2 separate regions of the Zea mays genome follow, and region 1 is linked to region 2. A link is a contact called in public HiChIP or PLAC-seq data. All regions are on one chromosome and are shown on one strand. The core of a region is the stretch at or near the end of the contact, and the rest is flanking DNA. Distances in the headings are between cores, read along the strand shown. Region 1 holds the start of LOC100170244. Region 2 holds the start of LOC103633527 (haloacid dehalogenase-like hydrolase domain-containing protein 3).

Region 1 (3,874 bases), core at 1,164-3,663, 140 kb after region 2:
GTAATAGATGCATGTTTCATGGTGCATCTCCAAGTTTAGCTAGAGTTTCATTACTTTTTTTAGGGCAACTAGAGCTTTTATATTACTCGCTAGTGAGGAGTTGTACCCTGTGGGAAATAGCTGGAGCAAGAGGTATTCTTACCTCTTCGCTGTACAGCCAGTAGACAACTGAGGCCTACTGCTGGTCGTGGCTGTTCTCTCTCTCTCTCTCTTGTTACAGGCACATATGTGTATCTAGAATATTGCATGTGTGCTCTCCTCTTTCTTCTTTTTAATATAATGATGCACAGCTGTCCTACGGGTTTGAGGAGAAAAAAACTTTTATTCCTGGGTATGCCCCCTTTTCTGTTTTATGCTTGACTTAAGGTTATTAATTCAACTATATTCTATTGTTAGTAGTTTATGTCTGTCTGATAGTTGAGAGGATACAATTTATTGATCTATTGTCTTTTTTCCCATGGAATTGAGTTGGTAAATGGTAATGTAAGTTCTGTCTACTTCAGAAAGCAATGAACTTGCACACTGGTACATGGTTCTGTTTATCTTGCTGTTTCTGTCAATGTCTCAGTCTTACCTAGGTTTCCATTGATTGGCCTATCAAACAGCGCACTGGAGTTTCTATCAACATGCAAGATTGCAAATCTGACTATTAGAGCAGAACTCGGATGCTGCTTGCTGCATCGAGGCGGTAGATTGACCATCCAGGAGTGTCTGCTGCAGTGCGAGCAAAACCCTTTGGACCACCTGTCCTTCCCAATAATCAGCACAGCGATAGAGTACGATCCATTCTCATCCCTCAAGGAGCAAGGGCACGGAGTAACGGTCGTCCGCACCAGGATCGAAGGAGGCGCGAGGGCCGTCAGGACGAACGGCACACTCGCGCTGCGCCATGTGCGGGCCATCTATTCCCGCAGCTCTGTTTTCTTCTGGTTCGAAGTAGGAGAGAAAGTAGAAGCGCCTGTACACTAGCAAAAAAACCCGTGTTCGTTCTTGTATGTCAGTGTTGGTATCACCCTAGCGTGCGTTTGGTGAACTCGGACGGCTGCCTCGTGTCTGTTGTGATCTCTTTATAATTATAATACCCCACTGATGTTTGAACCAACAAACAATGGACATGTTGCTTTTGTTTTTCCTTAAATTGAGCCATGGAGTCTGTAGAGTACAGATTCACAGGTGGCGATGGCATTGATGAAACTTTCCCCAGTTTTTGGATCGTCCGCTCGGGTCATTGATTGGCTGCTTGTGGTGTTTTAATCACGCCTTGGGCGTTGGATGGCGTTATCTGAACGGAAGGACAGGATGGGGACCAATCTGGATTTTTACCCTGCGAGGTTGCTATTTCATGCTGCAGCTCTTGTTAACTTGTTGCTCTGCTGTGTTGCTGGCTGTTGAAGCAAGAACAAAGAACTCAGGTAGCAATGGTGTACCGTGTACTGTAGTTGAATTCCTGTCCATCTTCATCTCCGTGTGTATCGTACACGTCAATACAGTACTGCCACATGAACAAGTTGGGGAATCCGTTGTTGATCCTTGGGACGGATCCTTTTCATTTCCCCCCCTGCCAGAAACAATGGCAGTGGCTATTCAAGTCCATGTCGATTACTGTAATAAATGCATAATTACTCAATCCTCTGCCCGTTGCTTAAATCTATGCAGTAACTTGTCCTTGGCACTTGTTTACCGCTTGCTCAGGTGAGGCCAACGAAGCGAAGCAGGGAAAAAGCCAGCGTGAGAACGACGAGTGAGTGAGTGAGTGAGTGAGGTGGGGGGGGGGGGGGGGGGGGAGGGGGAGGGTGGATCCGGTCTAGTGACTCGTGTCATCTAAGGCCTTGTTCGTTTCTATCGGATTCTACCCGGAATCGTTCCAGCTAATCAAAGTTTATATAAATTAGAGAAATAATCCGGTTAGAAATCGTTCCGACCCACTAATCCGGCACAAACGAACAAGACCTAATAGAGAAACCTGAGAGTTGCAAACCGGCTGTCTCAGGCCGGCCTACTGGACCGTTGCTCACGTGTAATCTCCGGCGAAACAATCCGTTCCCGTTGAACGGCACGCTCGATTGGGTAATTCGAATTCCCTTTTTTTTTTCACTGTCTGTCCGTCAGGATGTGCCACCCTGCTAAAGCTGACTTTGTCTTCAGAATCGGCAAAGCTGAACTCGCACTTTCACTACCGTCATTCGGAAAGACGTAGACTCCTCCTCCAGCAAAGCTCTTAACTTTCAGTTTTTTATTCGACTCCATACTAGCAAGAGTTTTTTATACATAAACCTCGCAATTTGTTGGTGTTTTACATGAGTAAAATTAAAACGCATGTTTGTTAATCTTAACCAAACCCCGAGAAGGGTAAAAGAAGACACCCGTCCGTAACTTTCTCTCACTGTGCCTGCTCGGGGGAAGCGAGAGCCGAGAGAGACAGGAGATGCTTTAATTCGAACGCGGTTGCCTCCTCCCTCGAGCCCTTCTCCTTCCTTCTTTCCTTGCTTCCTCCCCCCACAGCCACAGTGGCATATCGCATCACGCCAAAGCCCATCCGCCGGCCGTAGATCGGCTCCGGCAACCGGCTTCGACCGCGGCCTCCCCTCTGAGGTGACGCATTGTTCTCGCCTGTCCGGTTTCCTCGTCTCCTCCCGAAGAAAGATGATTGGATTTTTTTTTAAATCTTGGGGGCCTTGCAATGTTCCTGCGATTCTCGGCCCGTTCTCGCTCAAGCGTGAGTGCGGGATCAGGGGCGCGGGCGGTTTGAGCGCGTGCGGCGGTTGTGGGTTAGGGTTCTAGCTCCGTCCGGTTTGGGGGGGGGGGGGGGGGGGGGGGGATTTTGCGGCTCTGGAAATGATCGCAGATTCGCAGGTGTTGCCTGGTTATGTGCCGAGGTGCTGGGTTTCTCTTGGTTCACACTTTTTTCCCCTGCCTCTTCCTCTCGATGTGGCGTGTGTATTGTTGGTTAGCTAAATGCAGCGCGAGCCATTCTTGGATCGTAATCTAATGAATCAGATAGTTTGCTTGCACGCTTGCACAGAATGACTGCTTGTATAGCAGTCGTTACCACATATGTGATGCTTGTTATTCTTTTCCCAGTCTCAACTATGACCACTTGAGCTCATGGCACCGTTTCTTAGTTCTAAAAAATTATATTGCTCATTGGAGTTTCCCCCTCTCCTTTTGTTTCTCTACAAGTCATTTAAGCTCGCCATTCTGTTGAATCATACTAGATCACCATTTCCATGTCCCTACAATTTCATGTAGTGTCCGGCCAACAGCTTCGGTTTTCCCTACCTTCATAAAGAAGACTTCAATTTCCAAGGCGTGTTCCCTTCGGAGCAGTCATGAGACGTGCTCATTTGTGATTTGAGTTATGATGCCTGTATCTTTCTGGCACCACGTTGCCATACTTTCTTTTGTCCACTGTTTCGGCATCCCCACCGGGGAAAAAATCATGGGTTCTGTCTAATGGCAATTATTAGAGATCCTGCCATGTTGCTGGCAATTCGTTATGCGATGAGGGAAATGAGCTTAGCTGCCCTTCTTTTCTGGGGGCGATTTGATTGCCACTGTAAGTACCTGCCGGCCTACTGCTTCTGGAGCAACACGAGGTGTGGTGGAGGTCGATGGAAGTGTCAGTTTGGCACCTCTTTTCCATTTCATGTAGTAATCATGTTCTACCACTTCATCATTTGCCTCCAGTCCACCACGGCACCACCAACTTTCCACCCCTCACATTAGTTTTTCTCCTCAGTCTTGTGTTCCTGCTGCTTCCTGTGAATGGATTGGTTCTAGATCAACTGGCAAACAAACTTTCTTGTTCTTTGCTATGTGTGGGAAATGATGCTGTTTTATGACTTCAGTTTTGTCTATCCATTGTTAGTGTGGG
Region 2 (3,427 bases), core at 587-3,086:
AAGCAATAGCGTGGTCGGGAGGGCTGCAGTGCAGGGCTCCCAGGCACAGCTCTTTTTAGTAAGATAACAAACGCAAATTAGTTCGTTCTGCTTGTACATAAGTGGGCAGGCAAGATGAGCTGAAGACAAATGAAATGAAAGAAGCAGTACTACTTTGGACCACCGCCCAGGTGATCAGATATGTTGAGAAAAATCGGTGGCCATAATTATTGACCAAGATATTTCTCTTGATAGGTGTAAAGAAAGAGCCTGGAAGTACTTTATCATTATGTAGGAGTATGCTTGAAAATCACACAAAACCAGATCAAGTGACTTTTGTCAACTGTGCAGTATTTGTTGTCCTATAACGCATAAACCTACACCCTTGTAGATGCAGGAACCTAGGAATGAGTGTTCCTTCTTTTTTGGTGGGTGGGGGGTATTTTTTAGCAGTGGCATAAATAAAGCAGCAGAACTATGCTGTTTGGGAGCGAATCCTGTTCTCGGGACCAGATCTGGAAGATTTGTGATGATACAACTATCCCAGTTACTGACTTGTTCTCCCAGCTATAAAATTGCTTACGGCACTAAATTTCCCCTGGTTTGCATGCAGGGAAGCACTTCGAATCTGGTTGTTCCAAAAGATTGAAGCCTCTGAAGTGAACGATCAGCAGCTTGTAACCACTTTTAATACCATAGGTCCAGGATTCGTTTGAATTTACGCAAAAGCACGAGACATGTGTCAAACTACGATGAACAGTCACAAGTCGAGTGGGGCTTACCTCAGACGCGATCGACCCCATGGCTGCGCATAAGCTAGCCGGTACCGCATCAGAATCTCATCCTCTGAGTAATTCACTCCGTACTTCTGGCCTATCGTCCTGTACACCTGAAATAGACGTTTGTTTGTATTTAAAAAAGCAGACATCAGAATACATACTTAATTAATTAAACGCGTCAGAGAGAACAAGAACATGTTGTGCAAGTGCAACTCATAGCTCCTCCTGGGTACGAAACAGCCCGAGACCGCATATACAGTGGAGAGAAACAGCAGATGAGATCAACTCCAGTCACCCCGCGCGCCACACAGAGCGCGCATGGCTGAGCCGAAATCAACCTGCATGCCGCAGCAATCGCTACCGCCCGACCGCACATGCAGCAGCAGGCAACGAACCGGGCACGCGACGCAGCCGCGAAGGACGCGAGCCAGAGAGCGAGGGCGGGGGCGGGGGCGAGCGGATCGGACCTGCGCCATGGGCTCGGTGGGGGCGAGCAGCGTGCCGGCGGCGTCGACGAGGATGGCCTTGTGCGTGATGTCGCCGTACATGGCGCGGCGGTAGTCGTAGTACTCCCGCGCGCCCAAGAGCTCCCACCTCGCAGCCCCCGGGCCCGCGCCCGCGGCCACCTCCGCCGCCGTCCCGAGCGGCCGCCTCTCGCCGCGGCCGCCCGCGGCGAGCGCCGGCTGCAGCACGGCGGCGGCGACCGCGCGTAGCCGCGCCACCGCCATTGCTTGCGAGGCGGCGAAGAGGAGGAGTGAGGGAGGGAGGGAGGGAGGGATGGAGTGAGGTCGATGGCGTCGCCGTGCCGTGGGCTCCTGTGGTCCTCGGAGCAGGGGGGGCTAGTGGTGGCGGTTTATAGGCGGCGAAGGCGTGGCGAGTGGTGTGGTGACTGTGATGTGAGGAGGTTTATAGGCCTTGCTCGTTCGTTCGTTCGGCGGCTGGGTTTTTTCAATTTCAGGTGGTGTTTGCAACTTCGGATCGGATGGATCATTTATTTGAACATGTTTTTGGTTTGGTCAGAGTTGGATCATCATGAAAACATGGAGGTGACATATCAGTCAGACAGTCACCACCAAGATTTGCAACGCTTTATTCGTGGATGGGTCGTCGTGGATGTTTGCAAACAAAATTCCAGCATATTTCTATCTTTTAGTATATCCGAATAGAGTAGATGGATTGGATAGAGCATGGCACTTGCTTTCTGAATCTGAACACCGACTTTTGGAAGTGCTCTTCTGCTCGATCAGGTGGGAGGAGTGAGGTTGGTTGGACTCCAGACCAAGTCGCTCGAAATTATTGATATATCAATTCTTTTATTCATTCGTTCGTTCGTTCCAATGGACACGAAATAAAGCCGTTTCCATCAACATGAGTCCGCATGCCACAGAGCCAAATGGTTTCTCGTCCTGCCACGTCCTACGGCTTTGTCATGTACCGTCGCGACGACAAAAGCAGCACAAAGTTATTACCTTATTATTCTTTAGCTTGCAATACACATCACCTTTGCATTAGCTTAGTTTAGTTTAGAGAGACCAGGTTCGTGCTCTCCAGCTTGGTTGGTAGTGTATGTAGTATCCCGTCGAATTTTTTTTAATGGACCGCGCCGGAATACAAGGAAAATGTTTCACGTACGATCCACCTGAAGTAACACCAATTTCAAACATATGGCTGTTGTTGTCTCTTGTTCTGAACTGTAAATTATGAGTCATTACATGATTTTAGTCGTATCAAAGTCTATCACTGGAGTAGTGTATCAGCGCTCCAAATTTATCAAGACATCAACCCCTCCCCGCTTCGGCACCCGTTCCAAGACGGGTCTGGTGCAGCCGGCAACGTTCCAATTTCGAGAGAAAAAATGCTGCAGCCGCCCGACTACAAACCAGGATGGTTACAGCCCCTCACAAAAAGAAGGATAGACCTTACCTGCAGATCCACTAGGTAACGTTTTATCTACTTTTGTGAGGTGCTGCAAACATCCTAGTTTGTAGACGGGCTACAGCAAAAAAAAAATTCCCAAATTTGTGAGCGAGTTTGTTAAACCTGGTTGCTAAACTGGACACACACCTCATCGGTCGTGTTTTTTTTGCAAACTACTGGTGGAGTAGCTGGCTAGCGCTGCAGCTAAGATGTTAACTGAAAATTGATTTAGTTATTAGCCCACCTGTTTGGACAGTTGTACAATTACAGTCCCCGGAGAAGAAACGGACACCGACTGCAGTTGGTACGCTTTATCCGAGTGGTGGTCTGAACAGATATCATTTTCCCGGCCGTGCTCGCTAGACGTGTGGCCGCGACGCCGCGACCTCGCAGCGCGCACCGTGGGCGCGGCGGCGGCTCCGAGTCTGATCGCACCCGTGGCCGGCCGGACATGTGGCCCCCACTCACCGAACAGGGATCGCTCGGCCGCTTCGCTTGGCCCAGACGCAGACGGCAAGCGATCTACCTGAACCACAAGCACCCCCCGTTTCCTCCAACTTGCGAGCGAACGAACGATGCTGTCAAACTTAGATCTTCTGAATCAAATTTCTGCGTCGTCATTGGAGTGTGAGATTCAGGCCACATAAACTCTCCTTTTTTTCTGTAGAAGAGGAGAGAAAAGATTCAAGCCACATATTTTTTTTTAAAAAAAAAGAGGAGGGGGTGAAAAGATTCAGCCTCGGACCACAAAT

What was found. HiChIP or PLAC-seq counts read pairs in DNA pulled down with a chosen protein or histone mark.
Region 1: a contact with region 2 is called in an H3K4me3 HiChIP or PLAC-seq map of leaf, with 2.1 times the contacts expected there. The contact joins the promoter of LOC100170244 here to the promoter of LOC103633527 in region 2. A contact is called at or near these places in 9 of 25 Hi-C or Micro-C datasets (bundle sheath, ear, endosperm and 2 more) and 1 of 3 datasets of contacts at active chromatin or transcription factors (leaf).

Annotation. Positions count from the first base shown.
Region 1 is chr7:180,306,851-180,310,724 of Zm-B73-REFERENCE-NAM-5.0, forward strand. LOC100170244 reads left to right here and starts at 2,414. Exons shown (of 4, transcript NM_001367050.1): 1 at 2,414-2,592. It overlaps LOC103633528 (F-box protein SKIP5), which reads left to right. Exons shown (of 5, transcript XM_008655212.4): 5 at 606-1,194. The coding sequence ends at 969.
Region 2 is chr7:180,166,028-180,169,454 of Zm-B73-REFERENCE-NAM-5.0, forward strand. LOC103633527 (haloacid dehalogenase-like hydrolase domain-containing protein 3) reads right to left here and starts at 1,837. Exons shown (of 6, transcript XM_008655211.4): 1 at 1,226-1,837; 2 at 762-868. The coding sequence starts at 1,486.